Regions from separate parts of the Canis lupus genome. Here region 2 is linked to region 1. The links are chromatin contacts, called in public Hi-C maps. All regions are on one chromosome and are shown on one strand. The core of a region is the stretch at or near the end of the contact, and the rest is flanking DNA. Distances in the headings are between cores, read along the strand shown.

Region 1 (7,164 bases), core at 3,203-5,702:
CCAAATTTGTTTTTCTCCTTGCATCCTATGTCTAAGTAAACCACAAATACCCACTTGCCAAAGCTGGAACCTTGGAAGTCAACTGGATTCCTCTCTTTCCCTTTCAGTTCTTACATTCAAACTGTCTCTAAGGCCCATAAATTCAGTGGAATCCTTTTACCCAAGTTCCTGAGCTTATTATAAGTGCTCGCTAAAGAAAAACCTCAGACATGGTCATTCTAGCACTTTATTGGAAACTGGTCGCATACATCAATGAAATCAGACCAAAGTAACAGCCTCACTTCCACACAATATTCTGATATCTGTGCTATATCTTCTTACATAATTTAATAAATCCCAAGATGTTCCTGATTTTGGTCAAAGAGCTTGAGTGGTCCAGGAATCTCTCTATAAATATAGATCATAGCATCTAAAATAACCATCGCTGTCTTGAGTGAGTTCCAAAAGTCCTGGGAACATCTCTTAAAATCTGTAGCTTAGACTGGCTGCAGTGCTGGTGGGAGGGGATGAAGGGCGTACACTTGACACCACGTAGCTGGTTAGAGCAGGTGCTGGGGTGAGGGGACACAGCTTCTTGAGTGTGAGACACACAAGTTGGTGGGGGCTGGAGATCCTGAAAGCCATCCGGGGAACTCAGCCACCCTGTGTTGTGACACATAGCTTGAGTGTCAAAGTGAGGAGACTCCAATGCAGAAAGAAGCCCATCACCCCAGGTCCTTCAGCCTTGCCAAGAAATGGCAGTGCCGTCCTCTAGACTGTTACAGGGGTAGACATTCTGGCACAGGAAGGTCCTAGGAAGTTCCACCCATCTCCCTCCTCCTGCCACACTCAGTTCCCTCCAAATTAGGTAACTTGAGGGAGTGGCACCACAAAGAAAATGACTTTGAGCCAAAGCACTACTGGCCCCTTGGAATGCAGACAGGGTGTCTTTGCTTGGTTCGACCTGAGGGGCACTGGCAAAGGCTGCTCTGCCCCCAGTGTCTTCATCACCACCCTGAAGGCCATTGTCAGCAATTATAACCCTGTGGTGGCTTTACCATTCATCGCCACAAACAGCTTTAACCTCCACCCAAGGCATTGGTTCTTACAACCCTCTGAGGTAGGAAGGGCAGGACCATGATCCCCATTTAGAAGATAAGGAACCTGGAACCCACAGAGTTAGGTCCCTTGACCCAGCTCACACAGCTGGCCGGTGGCAAAATCCAAACAAGAACTCCGGTCTCCTCTCACACATCAAGCTCCAGAGTCCACACTCCAAAGCCCCTCCTGCTGCTTTTCTGAGAAGGAAGAGGCTGGGGGAGGAGATACTATCCATGTTTCTCCCCGGCCCCTCTTGGGACACTGATTTCAGACAGCCCCGTTGAGGACAGGATGAGTCCGCATGCGATAGATAATGACCGCGGTGGCTGGGCACAGCAACAAGGAGGTCATGATGACAATGGTGGCCAGGATGATGAGGACAATGACCCAGATATCCAGGATGTGCTTGGGGAGTGCGGCTTCCATGGGGACCTGGCTGACGGCATCCATGCTGCTTCACTCTGTGACAGACAGGAGAGAGGAAGTCACTATTCTGTACCCTCTCCCGGACTCAGAGGCTTGGGTCATTTACCAGCTGGGTGCTCTTAAGGTTACCTGACCAATAATGGGCTCACTTACCCAGGGGGGTAGTGTGCTAAGCCCCACCACCAGCTCCATGAGGTGGAGACTATGACTGTCAGCTTTTTTATTACTTTTTTTTTTTAAGATTTTATTTATTTATTTGAGAGAGACCACAAGCAGGGGGGAAGGGCAGAGGGAGAAGGAGAAGCAGAAGCAGACTCTGCTGAGCAGAGAGCCTAGGAGGGACTCGATCCCAGGACCACAGGATCATGACCTGAGCTGAAGGCAGACGCTGTACTGACTGACCCACTCAGGTGCCCCAGCCTTCTTTTATATATTGGATTTTATCTTCAATTATTTCCATTTTATAGATGGAGACTCTAAAGCCTTCACAGATGTAGATGTAGTAAATGTGCCCAAGGAAGTGAAGCCAGGTGGGTGGGACTCCAGAGCCACCATGTTTAATTTGTAAATTATCACATTACCAGTCTGGCCCCTCATCTGTTAAAATGGAAAATCAACTGGTTTTGGTCCTGTGTCCCTTCTCCCATTCTCCTGGTAACAAAACCTGCTTTTTCTGTGGAGAACCTACCATGTGGTTTAGTGAGGGTGCTCACCTGAGCACAGAGGTAGATATGGCACCTAGGCTTGGCCATCACAAATCTCCATAGCCTCCATTCAGGGCTGGGCAAGTGACCTAGGCCAGGTCAGCCAAAGTCCTCCCAGGGCTCTTATGCACAAGCTATTGGGAAAGAGGATTCCTTCTGCTGGGCTCTGCTAAACCAAGAGGATGTGAGTCTGGAAAGGATAGGCAGGGGAGCTGTCTCACCCACGCTTAGATAGCCCATCTTAGAGATGAAAAGAGAAATGGAGCTTTCAGGACCCGAACCCCATGCAGTCTGACGCCATCTGCAATCCCAGCCACCCCAGACACAGAAGTGAATAATTTCCTGCTTTTAAGCCTGAGTCAGTTTGGCTTCTCTCACTCAACAGCTAAAAGAGTTCTGATGAATAAGATGGAAATCAGTTATTCCCTAACTTTTTCAATTCACGGCACCCTTCGTGTCTCAGTAATTTTTTCACAGCTCTGCGGGCCCAAAGAAATATCTAGCAGTTTCAATGATTACATAGTTAGCTTCAAACAACTCAATTAGCATTTATGTCCTAACAGACTAGTAGCTGTTGGGGGGGGGGGGGGGGGAGACATCATACACACAAATTGAAAGAAGAAAACACTTTCCTTCACTCCTCACCAGTCACTTACCAATGGGGTGTGGGCAATGGTTCGGCACTGTACGACTTCTCAGACTCTGGAGTCAGAGTCAACAATACCACCACCCACCGCCCGTCCCACGCTCCCGTTTGTGCTCACTGCTTGCTGTATCATGGCAACCACCAAAAACTGGGCTTCGTGAAACAGAACATCGCCAAAGGGAATGTAGTAAGGCGAACATTAAACTGTCAACTTTCTTGAGCTCGGAGTTTGCACAGTGTCTGGGGGATGTCAAATATCATCCCTGTCAAACATTTTAAAGATCCTGCAGCCCCCATTCACACACTTTCCCAAAGAGTTCACTGAGGCTCCCCAGGGCTCAGTGTACAACTTGGGACCCATAGACAATATATTCCCTCCCCAGAGGTCACAAGACTAGGACAAACACTCTCCTGTGGTTCCTTCTAGATCTGAGATCTAGATTTCTAGATCTAGGTCCCAGACAAAATTTCCAATCCCAATTCAATTTCTTACTTTTTCCTAATTAGTAACTTTTTCTTCCCAATGCCTTTGACTCCGTGCCCACTGTTGCCCTGCTAAGGAAGGTGCTGATTGCCATTTCCAAGGCAAAGTCCCCTTTGGGATGTACACACAGAGATATTCATTTCTGCATCATTTGTTATAGCAACCAACACAACAAATGTCCATAATAGTAAGATAGAGTATATCTGTATATTGGTGTAACATGCAGCAGCCTGCATTTGCTCATTTAACAAACATACAGTGCGTGCTACTCACCATGCATTGTTGCAAGCGTGTTACAAATATTAACTTCTTTAATAGTAAGTATTAAAAAGAATAATGATCTATGGTGGTGTTCTGAATATCTTAAGTGGGAAAAAAAAAGTACAGTACAGAATAATGTGTACAGGATTATTCCTCTGGCTCAGATTTTGTAGAATTAAGTAGACAGATAGGTGGCGATACATAAATGTAAAATCATTTATGAGCAGAATCTTTTCAAAGAAAGTGTCAAAGAGTGATTACCTGGGGGCCAGACTGGGAGAAGCTTTTGGTTTTCATTCTTCATGTCTTTATGCTGCTTGAATTTTCTAAACATGAGCATGTCTTACATTTAATTTTCCTTTTTTTTTTAAGATTTTATTTATTCATGAGAGACACACAGAGAGAGGCAGAGACACAGGCAGAGGGAGAAGCAGTCTCCCTGCAGGGAGCCTGATGCAGAACTCAATTCCAGGATTCTGGGATCACCACCTGAGTAGAAGGCAGACGCTCAACCACTGAGACACCCAGGTGTTTCTACATTTAATTTTCTTAAGTCAACTGGATTGAGGGGGAAACAGTTGAATAAAATTCAAGTATGACCCTAGATCAGTGGTCACCAAATGTTCTATACTGTGCCAAGGGGGAGGGCCACCTTAGGACAATATTAAAAAACCATTAATTTCTGGGTCCTATTACAGACTTATTGAATTAGACTCAATAGGGGACAGGAGGAGGCCAATACGGACCCAATATGCAGCCAGGCTTGGAGGCCCCTGGACCGATGGATCTCTAAGACTGCTATGACTCTCTCCAGCACTGTGATTTAGGAACTGACTCCTACGTGCTCTGTAGCCAGTCTGGTCAGACCCGGGCAAGGTCCAGGATGAAGGAGAAGCCTCTGGCTAGGCTCTCTAGGAGACCCGGGATTATCAGGCTGGGGCCTGCCGAGGAGGGGGAAGCACAGGCTGGCCCTGCCTCAGCCTTAAAAATGTGGTCACTTACTTCCAACTCCAAGACACAGAAGCATGAGTCACAGGAGACGTACACTGTTAGGGAAGGGACAGAGGCAGCAGAAATCATTCTTTGTGGTCTCCTGATTACATCAACAGCTAGCCTGCCCTGCGCCAAAAGAACCCCACGAAAGCCCTTTCTGGTAAACCCATTAACATCAAACAGTTTCCGTGACTCCAAATGCCAGAAATAATTTCCCTGGCCGACTTTCATATGGAAAACCTGTCATTTACAGGAACTCAGGCTCCGAGGCTCATTCATAATCACGAATCACAGAAGCCACAGCCAGCCTTATTTCACAGATGGCAAAACTGAGATACTGAGGTCTTTCCCCACCTTCAACCCTACCTTCTTCCAGAATAATCATTCAAAGACATAAATCCGATCAAGCCACTTGCCCAAGCAACACAAAACAGAACAAGTAGAGGAATAAATGAAACTTTTTCTGTAACCCATACTCTAGATTGTACTCTTTCGCACACGGCATTATTTAAAACCTGGAACATAAAAGCAGAGCTGCTCTAGCATGCCAGGGAGGAACCAAAGGAGGAACTTTGGGGTCCCAGCCAGTGAGGCTGGATAAATATCCTTAGAGGCCCTAAGCACTAGAGATTTGGGTGTCCACCCCCTTCACACATATAATTCAAACTAAACACAATACTAAACTATAACATAGAAAACTAAAGTAGCTTTCCCAGGTATTATTCTAGTGTCCTTGCTTAGCACAACCCATTTGCTTGGTACAGCACAGCTGTTCAGCTTTCCCTTGGCCCCTTGGGTTCCTCAAAACACAGTCAGAAAACCACAGGTTGTGATGTTCTCCAAGGGCTGTTTCAGAGTTACCACTGTTCCAGGGCTCTAAGGATGGCCATGAACATGGCCAGACATCCAAGTGCACAGGGAGCTCTCCTTGTTTCAACCTTCCCAGTCTTCAAACATGTGTCCTCTGATAGGCTGTTCCTTCCCATGGAACACCTCTCCCCACTGTGAAAGATAAATTTTGTCCCCAAAATAAGAACTACATAAACCATATGTTCAGCATCTTTAATGGCACGCTGGACAGTTTTCCTTGAGAAAAAACAGGACTCAAAGCTTCTGCTAGCTGACTTCTGTTTGACCCCTATCTGGCATCCGGGTGCATGGTTCCTTGTGAGTGCATAAAACCCTGTTTCTTGGCACATCTAATTAATAACCATAGATCAAGCTGCTTATCATTTGCTTTGCAGATACATTATTTGTTATTTCTGATTAATGGGTTATGTCAGACTAGGGCCCAGAACATTCATATCACAAACTCAACCTTATCCCAGATAAAACTGTGGTTTTTATGATCATGGGAGGTACAACAGCAGTCAGGCCTAAACTCCTGTCAGTTTAAACCGGCATACTTTATCTCCTAATTACCTCATTAAATGAATAAATAAACTTTGACATATGTTCAATATAAGTTTGTCTAAGCACTGTGTTAACACCACTCTGAGCTGACAAGCAAAGAAGCCACTGGTATCACCAGCCACTGATGCCACGTGGGCCCCTACACCACCAGCTCTGTGAGAGCCCAGTTTTCTTTCTTTTTTTTTTTTAAAGATTTTATTTAGTCATTCATGAGAATACATAGAGAGAGAGAGAGAGGCAGAGACACAGGCAGAGGGAGAAGCAGGCTCCACGCAGGGAGCCCGATGCGGGACTTGATCCAGGGTCCCCAGGATCATGCCCCGGGCTGAAGGCGGCGCTAAACCGCTGAGCTACCTGGGCTGCCCGAGAGGCCAGTTTTCATAAGCCACTGAAAATCTTTTAGGGGAAAAAAAGAATAATTATTCCAGCTAATTCTATCATATGGTGAATTTTCTAGTTCCAACAAAAAAATATAAATTTCAGGAATTAAAATTTCCTGCAAGTCAATTGTTTTAGAATAACTGGACTCAAGGTGACTAATCTGTTCTATCTATCCACCTTTCAATCATGAGACTTACTCCCTAGCAAGCAGCTCTCACCCTCTGACAAAGTAATACTGGTTTTGGTTGAGCACCACTAGAATAAGTAACTCTGTCCAGGATGTTCATTCGTTCATTCATTCATTCATTCATTCATCAAGTACTTGCTATATACAAGATACTCTCTTAGGAATTACTGTTATTTATTCTGAAGATATAGCTCATTTCCAAGAAGCAAAGAGAAGTGTCCCTCCTCTTATTTCCTCAAATACAGCAATACACAAGCCAACATTTAACAAATACCAAGTGCTAAGTAGTGTGCTAGGCCTCATCCCACACATTAACTTACTTAACCTTCATAATAATCTTGTGCTGGATATATTATTTTACAGATGTGGATATGAAAGCCAAGAAAGGTTAACTGGCTAGTGGTCATAAAGCTAAGTAACAGACATTCAAACTCAGGTCTTCTGACCCTATGTTCATCTCCAAAGCCTCCACACAGAACCAGGGGTAAGGAAGATGGAATATGCCGGATCCATAGCTCTTTCCTAAGTCCAGGTCAGACTCACTGCTTTTGGCCAAAGGCATTCTAGATTTAGAGAGTTAAGAAAAGAT
Region 2 (7,164 bases), core at 2,421-4,920, 42 kb after region 1:
TTTTGCTGACTGTTTCTTTTGCTGTGTAAAATCTTATTATCTTGATGAAGCCCCAATAGTTCATTTTTGCTCTTGTTTCCTTTGCCAGTAGTGTTTCTATACACTAACAACAAGCTATCTGAAAACATAAAAGGAAAATTAAGAAGGAAATTAGGAAGACAATCTCATTTATGATAGAAAATAAATTCATTAAATAAAATACTTAAGAATAAACTTAACCAGAGAGGTGAAAGATTTGTACACTAAAAGTTATAAAGCACTGATGAATGAAATTAAAGAAGATAATAAATGGAAAGTGTTCATGAATTAGAAGAATTAATATTGCTAAAATGTCCACACTATCCAAAGTGATCTATGATCTACTGATTCAGTGCCATCCCCATCAAAATCACAAATGCATTCTTTACAGAAATAGAAAAAACAACTCTAAAATTTATATGGAACCACAAAAGACTTCTGAGTAACCAAGTCAATCTTAAGCAAAAAGAACAAAGCTAGAGGCATCATACATCCTGATTTTAAAATATGTTACAAGCTATAGTAATCAAAACAGGAATAAAAAGAGACATATAGACCAATGGAACAGAATAGAGTCACAAAATAAATCCATACATCAACAGTCAACTGATCTTTGACAAGAAAAGATAGTCTCTGAAGTAAATGGTGTTGGAAAATTGGATATCCACATACAACAGAATGGAATTGGACCCTTATTTCATATCATATAGAAAGTTAACTCAAAATGTATTGTAGACTTAAACAGAAGAACTGAAATCAAAACTATCAGAAGTAAACGCAGGGAAAAAACTTCTTGACATTGGTCTGGGCAATGATTGCTTGGATATGACCCTAAAAGCACAGGCAACAAAGAACAAAAATAGACAAGTGGGATTCCATCAAACTAAAAAACCTTCTGCATAGCAAAGAAAACAATCAACAGAATATAAAGACAACCTATAGAATGGAAGAAAATATTTACAAATCATATTTGATAAGGGGTTAATATCCAAAATATATGGCTAAATAAATATAAATACCCCAACTTAAAACTGGGCAAAGGACCTAAATAGGTATGTCTCTAAAGAAAACATACAAATGACCATCAGCTATATGAAAAGGTTCTCAACATCACTAATCATCAGAGAAATGCAAATCAAAACCATAATGACCTCACACCTCACACTTGTTAGAATGGCCATTATCAGACAAATGATAACAAATGTTGTTGAGGATGGAGAAAAGAGAACTATTGTGCACTTCTGTGGGAATGTAAACTGGTATAGCCACTACAGAAAGCATTATGGACGTTCCTCAAAAAATTAAAAATAGAACTCTTATGATCCAGCAGTCCCATTTCCAGGTATATAGCCAAAAGAACGAAATCAGAATCTTAGAGATAGCTGCACTCCCATGATCATTTCAGCATTATTCACAATAGCCAAGATATGGAAACAATGTAAATGTCAACAGATGAATAAAGAAAATGTGATATATAAATATACATAATAACTGATATATAAATATAATATAAACGTAAATATATTATCTCCTGCCATTTGTAGCAACATGGATGAACCTGGAGGACATTATGTTAAGTGAAATAAGTCAGACCCAGAAAGATAAAATATTGCATTATTTCATTTATATATGGATTTTAAAGCAGACAAACTCATAGAAGTGGAGAGAGTGGTTGTTGCCAAGGGCTGCGGGAAGAGGAAATGAAGACTGGTTCATCAAGGGGTACAAAATTTCAGTTATGCAAAATGAATAACTTCTGGGGATTTAACATTTAACAATGTGATCACAGTTAACAATATTGTATATTCTTGAAATTTACTAAGAGGGTAGATCTTAAGTGTTCTCATCAGAAAGAAGGAAAGAAATAGGGGCACCTGGGTGGCTCGGTGGTTGAGCTTCTGCCTTTAGCACAGGGCATGATCCTGGGGTCCTGGGATCCAGTCCTACATCAGGCTTCCTGCAGGGATCCTGCTTCTTCCTCTCATTAGGTCTCTGCCTCTGTGAGTCTCTCATGGATAAATAAGATCTTAAAAAGAAAGAGTCATGTGAGGTGATGGATATGTTAATTAGCTTGAGTTCATTACTTCACAATGTATATCAAATTATCTGGGTGTACACCTTAAATACATATAATTTTAAGTTGTCAATTGTATCTCAATAAAGCTGGGGGGAAACATGCTAGAGGCAGCGTGCATAGGAATAATGCAAGCAAGCTCTGGAGTCAGAACAGTGTTCTGCCGCTGTTTATGAAATCTTAGATGAGTCATTGAAACTCTCTGAGCCTCAGTTTCCCAGGGCTGCAAAACAGAAATGACAGTACTTACCTTTCGGGGTTTTTTGTTGAAATTAAATGAGACAGTGTACATAAGGTTTTGTCACAGCTTATTGCCCTCGATGAGTATTCAATAGATGTTAGCTAATATTAACATTCAGTTCCATTTTCTTCTCAGTCACCAACTCCAATATCAGGCAGGTAAATAATACATTAGTAGGATGAGAAGAGCACAGAACTGGTGGCAGGCACCTGCTAGGCTCCCGCCCCTGCTAGGCGGGTCCTGAGGGGTCATTTTACACATTTAAGCCTTTTCTAAAGATTATTTATTTATTTATTTATTTATTTATTCACGAGAGAGGCGGGTCCTAAGTGGTCATTTTACATATTTAAGCTTTTTAAAAAAGATTTTATTTATTCATGAGAGATTCAGAGAGAGAGACACAGAGGGAGAGGCTGAGGGACAAGCAGGCTCCCCACTGAGCGGGGAGCCAGATGCGGGATCACGCTCTGAGCCAAAGGAAGATGCTCAACCGCTGAGCCACCCAGGCGTCCCAAAGTGTATGCATTCGAATAAAAGGGGGCAGCCCTGGTGGCTCAGCGGTTTAGCGCCGCCTTCCGCCCAGGCCGTGATCCTGGAGACCCGGGATCGAGTCCCACGTCGGGCTCCCTGCGTGGAGCCTGCTTCTCCCTCTGCCTCTCTCTCTGTCTCTGTGTCTCTCGTGAATAAGTAAATCTTTAGGAAAAAAAAAAAAAGGTAAATGACACCTAGCAACATCGTTCACTCATGGACTTAATTCCTCCGTTAATCAATAACTTACCCAACGCTCATAATATAGACTTAGTCTAATTTTAAGTACTCGAAACCGGGAAATGAATGAGACACGGCTTCGATGTGCAGGAACTCACAGTCTAAGAAATCTGAAACGAGATAACGCCTGTGCAGACCTCCTACAGGTCAGTGACAAGGCAGTCCAGAGAAATTGCTGGCGCGACTCCTAACTTTCCAGTCCCAGAGGACTCTGTCCCCGAGACCCTCCCTCCGCCTTCCGAAGGTTGGCCTGGAAGGCGAGGGCAGGAGGGGCAGCTGTAAATAGAACAAAAGAGCAGCCTTTCTTTTGGGGGAGAAATAAGGAAAAAGGAGAGCACCGGCCTGTCTGTGTTCGATCAGTTGACTGCGTGCTTAACCACAGAAAGGTCGGACTTCCCGTCCAGGGAGCAAAAGTTCACCGCAGCGCTGGGGAGAAACCGCGGATGCCCGGCCGCGCACGCGCACCGGCTTCCGCCCCGCGCCCCGCGCCCCCGCGGTCGGAAGCTTGACGCAAAGCGTCGGACGAAAGACGTAGGAAAGGCGGCGAGAGAAACGCAGGCTCTCGGGTCACGTGACGCGGCGAGCGCGTCGTCGGCTCCTCCCCCTCCAAGATGGCGTCCTTGCTGCAATCAGAGAGGGTGCTCTACCTCGTCCAGGGAGAGAAGAAGGTCCGGGCCCCGCTGTCGCAGCTGTACTTCTGCCGCTATTGTAGCGAACTGCGGTCGCTGGAATGTGTGTCTCACGAGGTAATGCGGTCGGTCGTCCCGTGCCGAGTGTGTCTGTGTTGGGGGGAGGGGGGCAGGGTTCGTCCTAGTCACCGCGACTGGCGGGTAGTCATTTTCCTAGCTTGCCGATTGGCTGTGTCTTCCGTCACTCAGATTTGCTTGCGATTTAACTTGCCTTCTAATTTGTCATTTGGAAAGAAGGAGAGGCCTTGGGTGGGGCTGAGCGGATCTTTTGGTTCTAGGGCGCCCTCTGATTGGACAAACCTGACTTTGGGGCCCTGGCTGTCTCCTGGGGGGTGGGGGTGGGGGTGGGGGGTCTGGTAATTGGGTGGGTTGGGGAGGAAGCTGTGGGGGTGTTGACTGGGGCCCACCTGAGGGGCGACGTACCGTCTTTCCACGACTGTCTGTAGGGTGGAGCCCGCAGGCAGTCTCATTCACGCTTCTTCCATCCTGGAAGTTCTGCCCTTACTTTGGCCAGAAAGGGCCTTCCGGGCTCTGTTTTCCGGCTCAGGCCAAGGCCTGCAGCAGGGAAGAGGTTGGGCTGCGGCGAGTTGAGCGAAAAGTGCTTAGAATAAGGTGTGTCGTGTAAGAAGCTCATGGCGTTTCTCCAGAGGGTATGGTGCTGTCCTCAGGCACAACTGGGCGTTGGAAGTGGGATTGCTCAGGACTCGTAAAGCACTCCACCCTATTTTTTTTTTAATTATATATGTGTGTGTGTGTGTGTACCAAATAACGAAATCCTCAAACTTCTGCAGCACTTGGTACAACTTGTTCATTCAGTAAGCTTTGGGGATTAAACGACGAGTGAAGACATAAATCCTGTTGTTGAGTGACTCACAGTCTAGTTAAGAAAAAGCTGCTGGGAACAGTTACTGCTTATTCAGTACTTTGTATATGCCATGGGTTTATGTAAACTCCTTTAATCATCCCAGAGCCCAACAGAATGGATACCTTAAACACACACACACACACACACACACACACACACACACAACTTTATAGTTAAGGTAACAGATGCAATGTTTGACCTAGATCACAGCCAAAAATTTGGAGGTGACAGGGAGGACCAGGATTTGAAACTCCTCAGCCTTTCAAATCAGGATTTGAAACATGATTCAGAGAACTTCACTGAAGATCCCCAGTCTGTTAAAAATGCGTATGAATACGTGCCCTATGCTATCTGCCATTTTACACATTATCATTAATAGTTTTATTTGGTATATTTTTCATCATATTAAGAATAGTCACAAAAAATAATAGTCACAGAAAGCAGTTAAATAATACAAGAGAAAAATCAATGCCATATCATGTACATGACATCTCTTGTATTTTTTTCATTTGTGCTTTCTCCGTATCTCTTTAGCAGGTCCTTTGTCTTTTACATGCTTTTCCTGTTCAGGCTCCACCTCCACCTCCACCTCCAGAGTTTATTGGATTAGATTCCCACTTGGTGGTCATGGGAGAGCTCAGCCTCCATGATTTCCAAGGATATCTTGAGCTAGGACATTCTGTCTTACTGCGTCTTTCACAGACTCATGGGTACCTCCACCTATGAAGTGGAGGCCATTTAGAGTTTCGGGAAGGATGAGACTAGTGAGGGCTGGAGGAGTCCAGAAAGTTCTAACCAAGAACCTGGGATTAGAGCTGCACTTGAAGGGACACCCGTAATTTGAAAGGAGCCACAAGAAGGAACAAATTATTGTTTGCCTTTTATGATGAGTGAGTGCACATATTAGCCAAAACTGTATTTTATGTTCCTGGAGATAATTTGAGCAGAAACTATTCTTTCAAAGGTGGTCTTATGTAGAGCAGATGATGAAAAAAGAAGCCTGTTTTTATCATAGTATTTATATTCAAATCTGTCTTTATATCTGTAGGTGATTAGAGTTCTAGAATTGTCCAATAGGATCTACCTACATTAAAGAAAATAATTATTCAGATCTTAAAAAATACAGTAAATTTAATTTTCTGCTGTTTTTCAGTTAAACACAATAAGGCTATCTTGCTAGTTTAGTAGTTTAATTTGCCATTTAAAAATCTCTAATCAGTTGTCTAAAGCTGGTTTTGTAAATGTTAATTTATGCTTTTGTGAACCTGTAATACTTTAGTAATAAGATAACTTTTTTAAGGGATCCCTGGGTGGCGCAGCGGTTTGGCGCCTGCCTTTGGCCCAGGGCGCGATCCTGGAGACCCGGGATCGAATCCCACGTCGGGCTCCCGGTGCATGGAGCCTGCTTCTCCCTCTGCCTGTGTCTCTGCGCTTCTCTCTCTCTGTGACTATCATAAATAAATAAAAATTAAAAAAAAAAAAGATAACTTTTTTAAGTCTCTCTTAACAATTTAAGTGTGGTCAAGTTCTTACAGTCCATTAAAGCTAAACACTAAAAAGGATGGAAGGATATTTGATCACAGCTTCACAAAGTAGGTTATTATATTTTTTATTACTCTGTTACGCTAAATTATCATAGAGTTCTTCTTTTCCATAGACACCTTTTAACACATGTATTACATAAAACCCTGATGAAAGGGAACAGGAAAGATCAGAAAGGAAAAATGGAATGGTTTTAGAAAATCTAGAGGATAAGAAAAAACATGGTTGAAGAATAAGCTGTAAACAGTCTAGGTTCTTTGGCATATCATTGGTTTCTCACTTTCTGCTGCAGTATATTTTAGAATTCACTATTTGGCATAAATGTATATACAAGCTAGACTGAGTGCCTTTTCCTCTGATTTTTAGTTTCTTGTTTCTTTCTAGGTGGACTCCCATTATTGTCCCAGCTGCTTAGAAAATATGCCATCAGCTGAAGCCAAACTAAAAAAGAATAGGTAAGGGGCAGCCCCGGTGGCGCAGCGGTTTAGCGCCGCCTGCAGCAGCCTGGGTGTGATCCTGGAGACCTGGGATCGAGTCCCACATCGGGCTTCCTGCATGGAGCCTGCTTCTTCCTCTGCTTTTCTCTCTTTCTCTTTCTCTCTCTCTCTGAATAAATAAATAAAAAAGATTCTTAAAAAAGCACCTTTAAAAAATAAAAAATAAATAAAAAAGAATAGGTAAGACTGTGATCCATTTTTTTCTGTTTTCTCAACTGTTTTTTTTTTTTAATAGCTAGTAAGAAAATACATGGAATTAACTCTCTTTTCTAACTAGCTGGTTTTCACTTTTTAGCATCACCTTTGCCAAAGATGAAGTGTCCTTTGATTTTTTAAATTAGTTTTCTATTTTAGAACAGCTTTAAACTTAAGAATTAAGGTGAAGATGGTACAGAGAGTTCTGTGCACTTCATACACAGTCTCTCCTAGTAACGTCTTACATTAGTATAGTATATTTGCCTCAGTTAATG

Evidence for each region. A called contact is a pair of places that touch in the nucleus more often than the background predicts.
Region 2: a Hi-C map of skin fibroblasts shows a contact between it and region 1, with 1.9 times the contacts expected there. The contact joins the promoter of DCTN4 here to the enhancer-like site in region 1. A contact is called at or near these places in 3 of 9 Hi-C or Micro-C datasets (blood and skin fibroblasts).

What each region holds. Positions count from the first base shown.
Region 1 is chr4:59,291,004-59,298,167 of UU_Cfam_GSD_1.0, forward strand. It overlaps SMIM3 (small integral membrane protein 3), which reads right to left. Exons shown (of 4, transcript XM_038535014.1): 4 at 211-1,541. The coding sequence starts at 1,530. The coding sequence ends at 1,348. Among named protein-coding and RNA genes, the nearest start is that of SMIM3, 39 kb to the right of the region's middle. Within about 2 kb of position 4,453, at least 3 of the 20 cell types and tissues checked have an H3K27ac peak or open chromatin away from gene starts, as enhancers often do.
Region 2 is chr4:59,333,560-59,340,723 of UU_Cfam_GSD_1.0, forward strand. DCTN4 (dynactin subunit 4) reads left to right here and starts at 3,671. Exons shown (of 13, transcript XM_038535018.1): 1 at 3,671-3,847; 2 at 6,582-6,652. The coding sequence starts at 3,713. SMIM3 (small integral membrane protein 3) reads right to left here and starts at 55. Exons shown (of 4, transcript XM_038535014.1): 1 at 1-55.